Regions from separate parts of the Athene noctua genome. Here region 2 is linked to region 1. A link is a contact called in public Hi-C data. All regions are on one chromosome and are shown on one strand. Each heading gives the region's core, a stretch centred on a gene start, on an enhancer-like site or on the middle of the called end of the contact. The rest is flanking DNA. Distances are from core to core; before and after follow the strand shown. Region 1 holds the start of ZDHHC3 (zDHHC palmitoyltransferase 3). Region 2 holds the start of SACM1L (SAC1 like phosphatidylinositide phosphatase).

Region 1 (6,888 bases), core at 2,874-5,373:
TCTAAACCAAATACAACAGAGGGCATCTAATAAAACAGGGACCAAAAAATTATCACCTCTATCCTGAAAAGGACCCACCTTCGTGATGACAAGAGTTAGCCTAGACGAAACCTATGTTCCTACTTCAGAGAACTAGAAAAACCTTCAGGTTCAAAGTTGCTGCATGTTAAAGCTTTTGAAATGTAGTGAAGAACTCCTGATGTGACAAACTATTTCTTGGTTTGCCCACTGTTGCATTAGCAAGCACAAGGGATCACTGTCTCCGTAAAAAATACAGTTTCTATGTGTAAACATTCATTTTGTTATCCTTCAAAATACTGAGAGTTGGAGACCAGGCTAAGTGCAACACATAGTATATTGCTTATCTATTCTATGCTGTATTGGACATCAGTAATTCAAGTAGTCACTGCAAAGAACAGAGATGTATATCACATTACTATCTCCCTTTATTGCCTGCTCTAGCCTTCCCTGTATCTACTGCATTGTACTACTGCCTTCCCACTAGGACTGCATATGTTTCACTGTCTTTTTGTTTTAAATAGCATAGTACTTCACACTGCCCTTGTTCACTCTTACTGTTTCAACTTGAGCCCATTTGTTTTAACTTCTGCATGCCGCACCACGTTTAAGATTGGTTGCCCCTGTCAGTTCTGCATTATTGCAAAACTCACAGCTGAACTTCACAAACACGCCATGCACCACCACCATCCACCACAGGTCTAGCAGCAAAAACATCAACAAGGGCCTTGCACTTCCTCCCATTCAACATTCCTCTCTTATCCAAGGGTATTAACACTGAGTTTTTTGTGTCCTTGTTTTACTTGCTATTACACCTGCTGGAACAGCGATTCCCAACATTTTTCTAGCTCAACTCTGCTGCCGTGGCCTTTCTTCTCATTTCCTTACTTTCCCATCCCTATCCTTTTCTTTTTTTTTTATTTTCTCCTTGCACTCCTTCTCCCGTATGAGCACCAGTTCTGTATGGGCACCTCGTAACCTGGTGGGGTGAAGAGATACAGGGCTATAAGCCCAGATAAAAGTCTCCAGAAGCACTCCCAAGCACCCCCCACCCTGGGGGCACAGCCAAAAGCAGGCAAAAGGAGTATGCGTGCCAGTGCTCCTGTGGAGTTAAGAGCCAGTACCTAGCTGCACCTTGCCTGTAACACCTTGCACCTCACTAGATGGGAACTACCGCTATATGAGGAGGTCTTTGGCACCCATAGCCTGCAGAGGCAAGCTGGCTTGCTCTTTTGGACTCCCTCTCAAAAGGACAATGTGTAAAGTGTTACTGGCAGACTTGCTGCACTGCAGTTCCAGTCAAGTTACAGGCTTTTCTTCTTATTGTCTGCACAACCCAGGAAACACGCAGCTCTAATTGGGAAAGCTTTAACTTCTCATTTTCTCTAACCAAACCTTGAGTTTCAGATTAGTTACATGCACAAGTCAAATACGATGTTCCAGGTACCATCATTCCCATACAGTTTGCTTCAACTGGCTAAGCACAGGAGGGAAAATAAAAACTGGTAACAAGCTTTTCTATTTTGTCATATTTTACACTGCCTGCTGTCTTCTCTCAGGAAGACAGAAAAACTGCAGAATACTGCCCTAAGAAAAAGGTCACATCTACACTGCAGAAGGACCAGAAAAAACCTTAAGCTCAGTCAATTAACATCTGCAGAGACCGGCTGAGCTACAGCCAAGACATTTTCAGCCTGACACCACTGTGGGTGCCCATCACCTACCCTGTAGTCTCTCTACAGGAGAGAGAACCTATTATAGATGCATGGGAAATGCCCGTATGAGCAAGCTTCATGGCCACACGAGCAAGCTTCCCTGAAACAACGGGTTTAAACTGCATCGACTATGTGACGCTGCTAGCTCCAGTTCTGCTGGAGATGCACAGCAGCCCACCCATCAAAAGTAAATTCACATTAGGTAAGAGATTCACTGAAAGTGAGCTACCATTGCCCAGGCTACACACGTTCTCCTGAAGACTATCAGTTACCCCCCTTTGCTGACACAAAGGAAACTGCCCAGAAAAGATATATAACGACCTGGGCACAGCAGACCTGCATCTGCTGAGGAATGAAGCATTCATCTTCTTGCAACCTGCTCCCAGTAGTTGGATCAAATTGTATTTTTGTCTACTGCCAAACAAGCAATTTCAAACCAGAATATGCACTCTGCCTGTAACTACACCACCTGAAATGAAAAAAACTAAAAAGGAAGCAGAAACATACAAAAAAATACCCAATAGGTATTACATGTTGCAACAGACATTTGAGCTTTTAGCCAGACCTTACATGTGTCCTTTTATAAACCTGTAACCACACAAAACTTCTGGGTCACACCTTCCAAATCTCAATGAGCCTTGTCAGACACAACTTACAACCACAAGCAGCTCCCATTGGTATGACAAACAGTATTGTGTGAGTGAGAGAGCTACACTGACAGTCGTAGTATTTGACAGACCAGATCTTTATTGCACTGGGGGATGCATTTTTAAAGACATGTGAATCAATGTGTGGCTCCCCTTACAATGACTCTTATCACTGAAATGCCTATAACACTACACAAAAGACTTATTTGTTGCTTTCACTAAGCGAAGAAAAACACGGTACTCTCTAAAGCCTTGCTATCTACACCAGCAGGCATGGGAGGTAATGACTCCCAGCACCCGGCCAGTCCCTTCTCTGGGATTCCACCGTATCAAAACGACCACCCAAACGTGGGCTCCTTTCCTACAGATCCGACGTTGCGCACCTCCGCCGTGTCAGGAGTCTGGCACACGATCTCTCGTTCACATGCTGAAAAACATAGCTTTTCTGAATCAGCATCAAAGGAGAGAAATCCAAGCAAGCTCTGGTGTGCACCCGGCATCCCTCGGTGGCATGCAGGCAGCGAGAGGGCACAACAGAGACCAGGCTGCTGCTTCCTCCTCCCCCGGGCCTATGTTTTCTTGAAGACTGTTTTCTAACGAGCCATTACAAGCTCTTCCTTCTTCTTACAAATTACTTTTCGCTAGTACTCCAGTAATACTTAGCAGCTGCTGTTTAAAACCAGCCCGGATTACTTTCTACAACTCCCCACCCGTTTCGACCAAACCCGCCACAGCACAGCGCCATGGTTTCAGCACCGATTCCTCCCGGGGCTCAAGTCGTGACTGCCCTGCGGTGCCCTCAGGGAGCCGCAGTTCGGCGCCGGGTGCCCACGGCCACCTCCGAAGGGTGAGGGTCTGCCCCGCCGGCCGCCGCGTTAGCAGGTTAGAGGCCGCCGTTTCAGCACCGCGATCCCGTAAACGATCACAGGACCCGACGGCATTGCTGCAGGCTCCCAGTTTCAATTTCCTGCCGAGGGGACGCCGCGCTGCTCCGGACGGCCCCGGGAGCAGAGCTCGGTCCCGGACGCGGCCCAGCGTTCCTTAACGTTTCCCCGCGCAGTATTTCAAGCCCGGCGCTGAAAGCCGGCGAAGGCCGACCGGGAGCTCACCTCCCGCCTCCCGCCTCCCGCCCGAAGCCAGCAGCCCCAGGAGACGCACGCCCAGGCGCTGCCCGGGGCCCCGGCGGAGGGAAGCGGGGCACGGAGCGGCCCTTCACCGGCCGCGCCGCGCCACCCCCAGGGCTCCCCGCACTGCCGAGGGGCTGAGCGAGGAAGGATGGGATGGGATGGGATGGGATGGGCCGCTCCGCGACGGCGGCGGCCCGCTCCCGCCCCCTCCGCCACCGCGCACCTGCCCGCACGGGCCGCCCCCCCGCGCTGTCATTACCCACCTACCCCGCAGGCCGCCGCCGCCGCCGGCCCGGCGCGCGCCCCGCCGCCCCCACGCCGCGCGCGCACGCCGCCAACGCCGCCACGCAGCGCCGCGCCGCGCCCCGCCGGCCGAGGCTGCCCCGCGCGCCGCCGTGAGCCCCATCCGCCCCGCGGAGCCCGCGCCCGGCGGCGGCACGGCCCCCCCGCCCGTCCCCGCCGCCGCCCCTTACGCTGGCTCGGCGGGGAGGTGGGGCGGCCGCCGGGAGGAACCAGGAAGTGAGCGGCGGCGGAGAGAGGCAGCGCACCCCCGGCCCGTCCCCGCCCTGCCGCCGGGCGCGGCGCGCGGGGCTCCCCGGCCCACGGGCGGGCACCGGCGCCGCGCCCGGCGGGGCTCGGCGGGGCTCGGCTCGGCTCGGCCCAGCCGCCTGGGTGCCGCAGGGCCCCGTGCGGCCGCGGCGCGCCTCTGCCGAGCGCGCCTATACGTCTCGGGCGTGCGCGGCGGGGCGGGGCGGGGAGGAGGAGGAGGAGGAGGAGGAGGGGAAATGCGGGTTTTGGGAGGAAAAAAGAACCTTTTCAATTTTTTTTTTTTTTTTTTTCTTCCATGGGGAACAGGTGGGCTTCACCGCGCACCTCCGAGCTCCAGAGCAGTCGTTCGGGTGGTTTCGGTTTGCGGGGATCGCGGATCGTGCGGCATCCCCGAGGGCAGAGCGCAGGGCTGCAGGTGTGGTGTCCGCCGGCGGGGCAGCCCCGGGGAAAGTTTTCTCGACGCTCTCCATCCCGAGCCGCCGCTTCCAGCGTCAGGCACGCCGTGCCAGTTTCTGTTTCCCGGTTCCCTCGGGCTGGCTTTATTGCAGCCAACGCGTGTCATCCATTTACCGTAATGAGGTCAGAGGAAGAGACGTTGCTTTGCCCTTGTTAAAAAACCAACCAAACAAAACAAAAAAACAACCCACAACAAACAATTGGCATCTTTTTTGTCTGATAACTTTCATTGTTGCCTTGCGTTGGAGGAGGGAATTTGAATGCAATAAGAAGCGCTCTTTAGAGCGAGGGGATGCCTTCTGCCAGCCGCCAGGAAAAAAGAGCCAGACCTGGCCTGCTCCAGCCTTTGGAAAACCGCTGTCTGTCTGCAAACAAAATTTGCTGTCTGAGCCTCCGGACTGTGCAAAATTTGACTCGCATTAGGCAGATTCTGAGCAAGAATGGCAGAAGGGGTGGAAAAAAAAATAAAAATCACTCTTTCCTTGCAATTAGAACTGTTAGCTGCTGTGAGCTAAGCCACGAGACCGGCAGGACTGGGAGCCAGAATATCTGCCTGTGCTCCCAGAGGGAATCACAGGGTGCACCTGCATTAACGCTTTATTTCAGATCAGGAATTCACTTTTACAAGGGAGTTTCTAATTTCTCCTTGCTATAGTTTGGCTCATGCTGCAGAACATGAGGACACAAAAATGGCACTGCGGGGTCAGATGAAGGGTCTGTCTGTGCTGGGCAGCAGCACGGGCTGATGCTGTGTAGGGAGAACATACAAACCAGGCCCCTTTCCTGTGTGAGCGCTGCCTGGGCCTGGCCCTGCTCACCCCAAGGAACCCACACCCCGTCTTCCAGACCAGTCAGGCTCCACCTGCTGAGAAGCAGTAAGCAATCCCCACACAATCCTGACATGTGGAGACTTGACTCCTTTTGGATGTAGGGAACCCCTGGGATGCATCTGAGCAACGCATCCGCTCTCTGCTCCAAATAATGGTTGTGCCACCTGCTAATGGGAGCGGACCAGCGCTAGCCCAAAGTAAAACCACCAAAACATCTCTCACTCATCAGGTCTGCTCCCGCTGCATCGTGCCACTTGCTCAAATAGGCACAGCCAGAAATGCTCTGTGCATTTGACTGAGCAAGGAGTATTGGAGAGCTAGAAACACCTGGATAAATTCCAGCAGCGTGCTGTGTAACCCTTGTGAGCCATGGGTCAATCTCTCCTAAGCATCAGCATGAAGTCAACAACTTTTAAAATCATTTGAAAATTAGACACAAGCCATGCAAAAAAGTATGAAACTTACATGAAGTTCTTATGCAGCTTCCAATTAAGGCTATCCAAAAAAACCCTTAATTATTAATATAAAGTATGAGATTTAATTGATTTCTCATGCTGTTTTCCCAGGGATATCTGGCACAGGACCAACAGCACTCTCCTAACAAGAGCATTTTGTTTCTTCCCTGCCCCAACCTGGCCTATGCTCCACACCTCGCTCAGACCTTCCTGAGGTAAAAACCTCTGTGCTTCCCCATTTTTCTTGCGGGGTTTATCACGATGCGAGCCTTTCCCGAGCACTGGGGTATTTCCACAGTCTCTTTCAGGAGCTTTTACCCTGGCACCAGGCAGGCAGAGAGCGGGTGCTGCCCCTTTGGTTTACCACAAGCGTCAGCTTCTCGGAGGGGGCGTTTCTCGGGCAGCGGGGTGCTCAGCCGGCACCACCTCCAGAGCGCTACGCCTATCCCCTGCGGGAGCCTTCTGCGGGGAGTTTAAGGGCTGCACACGCCGCTCTGCCCCTAGGAAAGGCGACACGCCGGCCTGAGGCCACGGCTCGGCCCTTCCCGCCGCTCGGGCGCGCGGGAGCGGGGCAGTGCGCAGGCGCGATCCCCGCCCCCAGCGCCGCGCGTCACGCGGGGCGGGGCGGGGCGGGGCGGGGCGGGAGGGGAGGGGAGGGGAGGGGAGGGGAGGGGCGCGCGCCCCGCCCCCCTCTCGCCCTCTGCCCCTGGTGGGGCGGCGGCGGCGCGCGGGCGCCGGAAGCGGAAGAGCGGCCCGGGGTGCGGGCCCGGCGTGCGGGCCATGGCCTCCGTGGTGCTGAGCGAGGCGGAGAAGCTCTACATCGTGCATGGCGTCCAGGTTACGGCGGCGGCAGGCGCCTTGCGGGGAGGTCCCGCTAGCTCGGGGCGGCGGGGAGGTGGCGGCCGAGACATGCGGGCCAGCTCGGGGCGGCCTGGCCCGGCCGCGCCTGGGGCTGGTGGTAGCGTTGGTCTGTGAGGCGTGGGGCAGGGCCCTTCCCCGCCCCCCTGGGCTTGCTCCCTGTGAGCAGGTGTGGGGCGGGGACAGGCTGGGGAGGAGGGAGGGACGGAACTTGAATTTACCTGGTGTCTAGG
Region 2 (6,888 bases), core at 1,992-4,491, 320 kb after region 1:
GGGAAACTGGGCTCATAAGGGCTGGCTGTTTAAAAGAAAAGGTTGTCTTTGGCTGCTGAGAGGAAAAAGTAAATATCTTCCTGTGCTTTCTCCTTGTGCTGATTTTTAGCACTGGGCAAATATTTGGCATCCCTGAATTTCAGTATTTGGGTCTGTTGGTAAGCTCTGCTGGGACCTCCACCTCTCTCTCCCGTGAGTTCACAGCTCTGGGAAGAATTGCAGGCGCACACTTCCTAATGAATTTAGTCCTGTTTTGCACTTCCCTGGAGATTCTACCACTTTATTATTTCAGCAACAGCAAAACCTGGTCCTTGCTTAAAGGAAAATTTACGCATGCTCTCCATCCTTACTTGAACGCTTTGACCTGATCCTCCAAATTACCTGAATGTTAGCCTGCTACTGGTCGATGCAGCAGCATCTTTGTACTCTGTTGCTGTTGCTAAGAAAATCACGTGAAGGACTCCATCCGCATTGAACTTCCAAGTGCACAGGCTGTCCCACTGAAACCAATAAGGCTGCACATGTACATGAAAATCAATGTGTGTGCGTAGGTCGGTGCTGGATCAAGGGCAGAGTGATTTTATTACAGAAGAGACATACCTAAGGATAAATCAGTGGCAGTGTAAAATTTGCCTTGAAATGATCACTGAAATGGACTGCCAATTTTTTGTTCAATAAACAAAAATATGTACTAAAGCAATGGGGGTGCATGGATGAAGAAGGATGTGACTTAGAAAACACAGTAGTTGTATGGAAAAGGGGGCAGGTGATTACAGAGAGCAGGGGAAAAGGTGGCACGGAGAGGATTTGGTTTTGTTTATTGTATTCCTGGATATTTATTAGAGGGGGTATTGAGGGGTAGTGCACCTGTGTATGCTGGTCTGGACCGTGCTTCTCCCATGTTGTCCTCGGCCACGTGCTCTGTGTTTGCTTCTGGGTCAGTGTGTGCTGTCGTGTCCGTGCACATGGACATGTGGGGTGTGCTGCCTGTGAGAGACCTGCCTTTCACATCTCCGTGCCTATGCCAAGTGTTTGTAAATGCATTTTAAGCAACTTTCTGTGCATGAATGTAAGGACAAGTTGACCCAGGCTTCATTGCTGGGGAAGCATCTCTGGAGTCAGTACCCTGCGGGCAGGGAAGGGCTGTGGCTGGATACACGTCCCTTTTCCCCCATCCTCTGAGGCTCAGTGCCTAGTCACTGGGAGAAGCTGGGAGGGGACTTGCCTCTCTCATCGCACAGCATTTGTGTGTTCATTTTTCTTTTCCATTTCTGTGTTCCGTCACTCACTGGCTGCAGTGGCACTAGGTGTAACTTACTGGAGCCAACTGAGCAGACATCTTCCTGCTGTGAGCCCAGAACAACAGCCTGGAACTGCTCACCCACCCTTTTCCTAAGGAGAAGCAAAATTAAACTTTTCTGAGCAATAAAAGTCCTCACCCTCCTTTCTTCTAGGGCAGCCAGAAGCTTGTGTGGCAGTATGCATCAGTAGCCCCCTAAGACAAGATGAAGGATGGGAAGAAACTGTCCCCATGTGAAAATACATGGTGTAGAGCCTCCGAAGGCACCAACCCTTGTCCCCGCGCAGCAGGTCTGCGGTGCATGGCCAGACAGGGACCCGGGTGCTCACGTGCAGGCTGTGGCTTTCTGTATCCAAAAGGCAAACCTAGAGCCTGGTTAACAATACTGAATGGTACTAATTATTTTGTTTATGTTTCCTTCAAAGCTCAACTCCGGGAGAGAGTATTTTAGGATTTGTGCTGGTATAACTAACCTTAGCCACCTGTGAACACAGCCCTCTTTTCTTCTGTGCTGTTAAATATTTATGAAGAATGAAGGCCAGCAGTGGGAGCAAAGCTGTTGGCCTGTTGTGATTAAAGACAATATTGTAAAGCAATGCTCAGTGTCAAGTTTTTCCTAAAATTACAATGATTATAATTGCCCAGAGTCCATGGGGAGGGAGTTGTGCTGTGAAATTATGGTTTTCCAGCCTCTGCCTTCCTCCCGTCCCCGCACATCGGTGGCTGAAGCAGGGACTGGTGGGTGGAATCTCAGTGTAGTTCACTGAGGATTTCCAGTCCTTTGCCAGCAGCTGGTATTTTCTTCAGCCCCATCTGAAGCCGTCCTGGTCTGGCGTCCCTCCAGGGAGTCCCGTGTCCCAGGGTGAGCAGCTGGGGGAGGGATGTGCTACGGGCAGGAGCAGGCTCTGGTCCCAGCATGGGGGTGTTCTTTGCAATGCTGGTGGGGCTGGGTTGCTTAGAGAGATTTGGGGAGAATTTCAGTGTCTCTGGGAGCAGGTGGCCACATGGTGCCCCCACAGACTTCACTTCAGTGACTATGATGCCTCCTGTTTGCAGACAGGGTGCTGAAGTACTGCTGGCCGAGCAGCAGCACGGAGCTATCGGCGAAAATGAAGCAAATAAATAGGAGGATTACCTGTAATTATACTTTGGAGTTCCCCCTCCTCGAGGCAAGAAGCTGCCCAACACCGGGGGATGATACCCAAGGGCCAGATCCAGTGGGAGACTGACCAGTAGGTACCCCAGGTCTGCTCCACGCCAAAACCCTAAACCCCACGGCCCGGACAGGGTGCCCGGGTGGCGACCAGCCTGCCCTGCAGCGGCTGTCCCCGAGGTGGTGCCTGTGGTGGGGGCTGCCAAGGGCATGAGCCTGTAACACCGCCCAACCCCGGGGTGCCTTGGAGGCCGCTGCGCCTGGTGGACCCCCATGTTGGGCCATGAGGGTGGCCGCGCTGGGTCTGTGCAGGAGTGGGGGGGCTGCCTAGGAGCGGAGGGGGTACAGGCAGCACCCTAGGGCTTGGACAGGGGGGGGAGAAAAAAAAAGAGCAGCCGAGCCAGCCAGGAGTCGAACCTAGAATCTTCTGATCCGTAGTCAGACGCGTTATCCATTGCGCCACTGGCCCTGCTCGTTGGTCTTATGCTGCCCACAGGCACTTCACCACAGAGCTCCCGCGGGGGCGTGGCCGCCGGTCGGGGGCAGCCAATCCAACGCGGCCTCCCCGCCGAAGCCCCTCCCAGCAGCCCCTCTGGGACGTGGCTTGCCGGCCCACCGGCGCGCTGGCCAATCCCCACCGGCTTCGTCCGACGGCCTCCGCCTCTCCCGGGGCGGGGTCAGGGCGCGCCGGCTCAGCCAATCGCGGGGCCGGAGAGGCGGCCCCAGGCCCTCCCCCTTCCTCCGTGAGCTGTGCCCCGCCCTGTGGCGCTCGCTCACGCGCCCGAGGAGGAGGTTTGTCCCGCGCGGGGTCCCGTCCCGCAAGGCCGTGGGACGCGTCAGTCTGGCAGGGAGGGAGCGGCCGGGCCGGAGGGGGCCGGAGCGACGCGGAGCGCAGCCGGCGGCGGCGGCCGGAGACAGCCGGAGGGGAACGAATGGCGGCAGCGGCAGGAACGACGGCAGCGGCGGCCTACGCCAGCCTGAAGCTGTGAGTGACCCGCCGGGGGGCGGGGGGGCGCGGCTCTGTCACCTGCCGCCGCCGGCCCTGCCGGAGGGGTGGGGAGGGGCGGGCCGCTGGGGCAGCGGTCGCCTGTCCCCGCTCGTCTCGCCCTCTCCTCGTCTCGCCCTCCCCTCAGGGGCCGGCGGCGTCCCGCCGCGCTCCGGCCAGCCCTGCGGCTGGCGGCGGCTCGCTGCCTCTCTCGGCCGCCGCTGCGCGGGAGCCCCGGCGTCCCGTCCCCGCCCTGGGGCCGCCGCCGGGCTGTGCCGGGCTGGCCCCCTCTGCCTCGCTTCCTGGGTCGGCGCGACCGGCTTGGCCCGAGGCGGCGGCTGCGTGCGGCAGCCCGGGGCGAGAGGGAGGAGGAGGACTTTGGCCGGGGGTTCAGGTCCCTTTCGCCGCCCATCCGGTAGCGCGGCCGCGGGCGGGAGCGCTGCCGCCGTTCGCCCGTCCGTCTCCTTTCCCTCTCGCATACAGAGGAGGGCTCACGCGTGCGGGTCTCCTCCGGTGCCCGCCGTGTCGCGATAGACGAGCTGCGGAGCGGGGCCACCCGGGCTGCCTTCTGCTCTCCCGGTAGTGACTTTCGTAGGAACTCGGGTGCTGATGCTCGTGTGGAGCCCTAGATGTGCCCTGTTACTTGCCAGCAGAAGGTTCCTTAAGCGGGCGTACCCATCAGGCTGTTACGGCACAGTGTGGGGGGGGTTGTGGTATGGTTTCGAGGCCAGTTGATGATTTTGAACTTTTGGCGCTCTCCTGTGTAGTGTCTTCTGTGACTCTTCAAATAAACCCTTCTAACCTACTGGCGTAATTTCTTATATTAAAACAAAGGGAAAGGGGAACGTAACCCTTCGAACTTGTATGTGCCAGATGTTTGCTTGCTGCCTTTTATACAGCAAAAGAAGTTGTGTAAGCGAAACAATACAAAGTTAGAACTGAAGTGGTATTTTCATTATAAGCCCTCACGCTGGCTGGTTGAAACTTCTGAAGAAATGACTCCGAGCATGAGACTCTTCAGGGCTGTCTGAAGCCAACAGTGCAATGTCCTTGTGTGTCCTAAAGGCGTTCCCAGGCTTTCGACCTCTAAGTATTAGCTTGAAACTCTATAATTGAGTTACTGACGCCATTTTCGGGCAGCAGTATCTGAAAGTGATTTTTTTTTTTTTAAGCCTAATTCAACTGTACTTAATGTTCTGCTAAATTTCATTTGGCAGTCATCTTTTGGATTCTGAGCAAACGTACTTAGATCTTATACATCTGAATAGACAGTTTATCATGATGCTGTTAGGTGTTTAAAAATCACTGGGCTTCTTTCCTTATTTTGATTAGGTAGCTATGGGAGGGTACACAGACACTGGAGATAATTGAGTATTACTGAAGAGTAAGATGATCAGTGACAGCTGAAAGACTTATTTGGCACTTTTTGGGTAACAAGAGGAAAAAAACCACAGTATTTGTCTTTCTTTAAGGTGAACTTGTGATGTTTTTGCCTGCAGAGGAGAAAAGGCGAGTTGTATGAGTAGCCGCTGTGTGACTTTTAGTACACAGTTGTTCTTACTGTTTGGTTGTTTGTTTTTGTTTGGTTTTTTTTTTTTTTTAGTAAAAGCACCATTCTGGATACAGGCTAGTAAAGAATTCTCTCATTTAAAGTTTAATCTTAACTAAGAGTATGTTTTGATCATTTTAAACAAGACTGTTTCAAGTGCAGATTAGTATGACATGTAGTTTTATGAATTTTTTTATGAACTTGAAAACAGATTTGTTTTGTGTTCAGAGAAATGGCCTTTTTTCCTGTTATTACACCAAGCTGTGGTAATGCCTGTGGACTTTCTGCCAAGCATTTTAAGATACAGGGCCATAACTTGGGTGATGAGTCAAGCTTACTAGGTTGGCAAGGTCAAAGGAGAATGTTCTCCTGAGAAATCTAGACTAGACTTCAGTTTGGGGATTTAGTGGTAAGCGTGTTTTGGTTTTTTTTAACTGACTATTCGTTCTTACTATGAAAAGGTCAGATTCTGCAATTGTACCTCTTCTGTGTAGTTCAGTTCCTGTATGGAGGAGCTTCACTGATCGTAGTGCTCTGCAGGGTCCCACTCTGTACATGCAATCGCAGGTTCTAGCTCTGAATGCAAACCTCTCTTGTATTTCTCATGTTATCAAACCCTTTGTGCCTTGACCAGTGTCATCGGTCAACTTCAGGTGATACTGGTAAAAACACTGATGTCTCACATATGTGCTACCATTGGAACCAGCTGAGTTACACCAACAGTTACTGGGGAGAACTGCTAACTGGAAAACTGCTATCCATAGTTGTGTCATCTGTGTCACTGCCATACTTATTTAACTTCCTCTCGTAGCCTCAGGAATGAATTGTAAAATTCAAACAGCTATTGCAGGTAACAAGCTAGTGGATGGTAGTGAATCTAATGGTCCATCTAATCAATAGAAAGTGACAAAACTGCCTGCAGAATAGAGAGAATCCTGGCTGCTGTTTAGGCTCACTTAAAATTACTTTTTTTCTCTCTTTGTGACTGAGTGAAGACTGATGTTGCTGATAGCCTTCTTAGTATCCTGTGGGTCTCTGACACTAGCTGTGTTTCAAATTTAACTCCTCCTGCCCACAGTTACACCTGCATGCTTTGTGGAAGTACTTGTCAGCCATTAGTAGTTATCACACTTGAACACACTGCCTTCCACCTGTGTGTATTTGAGGAGAGGTCCAGAAGTGTATCTTGTCTTTGGCAGGGTTTTTTTTTTTGCTTCTTTTCTAAACAGTTTTCAAAATTTGGATAATACTTCTATGAAGAACAGCTACACATCCCTTTTTCCTGCTTAATCTAAGTGGCTGTCACAGTGAAGCTCAGGGGTACTGGTTGAAGAGAGCATTAACTTAGGCAATAAATTATTTGTCATCTGAAGTAAAACTTACCTGGAAATAGTCATTATAAAGCTATGCCTTTAATACATGCCTTTTTTGTTTTTAAATGGTATTTCCATTAGTGGCTTTTTTAATCCTGGGATTATACTCCCTTTCTTCTGTCTGCAACAACTACGGCTCCATGGGAGATGCTCCAGTTCCTTGAGCTGTTTCTGCTTGAGGAGTAATACTTACTGTAGATGTATAATTAGCACACCTGCTCACCTAGAAAATCTGGAACCTCTGGAGTGTTGAAACCATCAGAGTGTTAGCGCTGTTACTTAACACGCTGCTGGGACTCTGCATATAATAGTAACGTCTTTCCTATATACCACTGTGGACCACTTTGGTATCCTGAGTACAGCAAATGCATTGGTGGGTGGTACAGGATGTGCTTTTGGCTTGCTTTATTTCAGTATTTAGAGGCTGACATCAAAGAGTTTCCTGCATTAGAGCAATGTTAAGTATTTATGGTGAAATAATCAATTACTGAAGTAGGGGTTTGGCTGTGGAGGCCTAGAAGGCTTAAG

Evidence for each region. Hi-C and Micro-C count contacts between places; a contact is called where the count stands out from the background.
Region 2: a contact with region 1 is called in a Hi-C map of heart, with 3 times the contacts expected there. The contact joins the promoter of SACM1L here to the promoter of ZDHHC3 in region 1. A contact is called at or near these places in 2 of 2 Hi-C or Micro-C datasets (heart and liver).

What each region holds. Positions count from the first base shown.
Region 1 is chr2:152,919,893-152,926,780 of bAthNoc1.hap1.1, forward strand. ZDHHC3 (zDHHC palmitoyltransferase 3) reads right to left here and starts at 4,124. Exons shown (of 7, transcript XM_074900693.1): 1 at 3,981-4,124. EXOSC7 (exosome component 7) reads left to right here and starts at 6,487. Exons shown (of 8, transcript XM_074900695.1): 1 at 6,487-6,634. The coding sequence starts at 6,578.
Region 2 is chr2:153,235,967-153,242,854 of bAthNoc1.hap1.1, forward strand. SACM1L (SAC1 like phosphatidylinositide phosphatase) reads left to right here and starts at 3,242. Exons shown (of 20, transcript XM_074900701.1): 1 at 3,242-3,438. The coding sequence starts at 3,386. TRNAR-ACG (transfer RNA arginine (anticodon ACG)) reads right to left here and starts at 2,922; the gene lies at 2,850-2,922. It overlaps LIMD1 (LIM domain containing 1), which reads left to right. Exons shown (of 9, transcript XM_074900700.1): 9 at 1-1,887.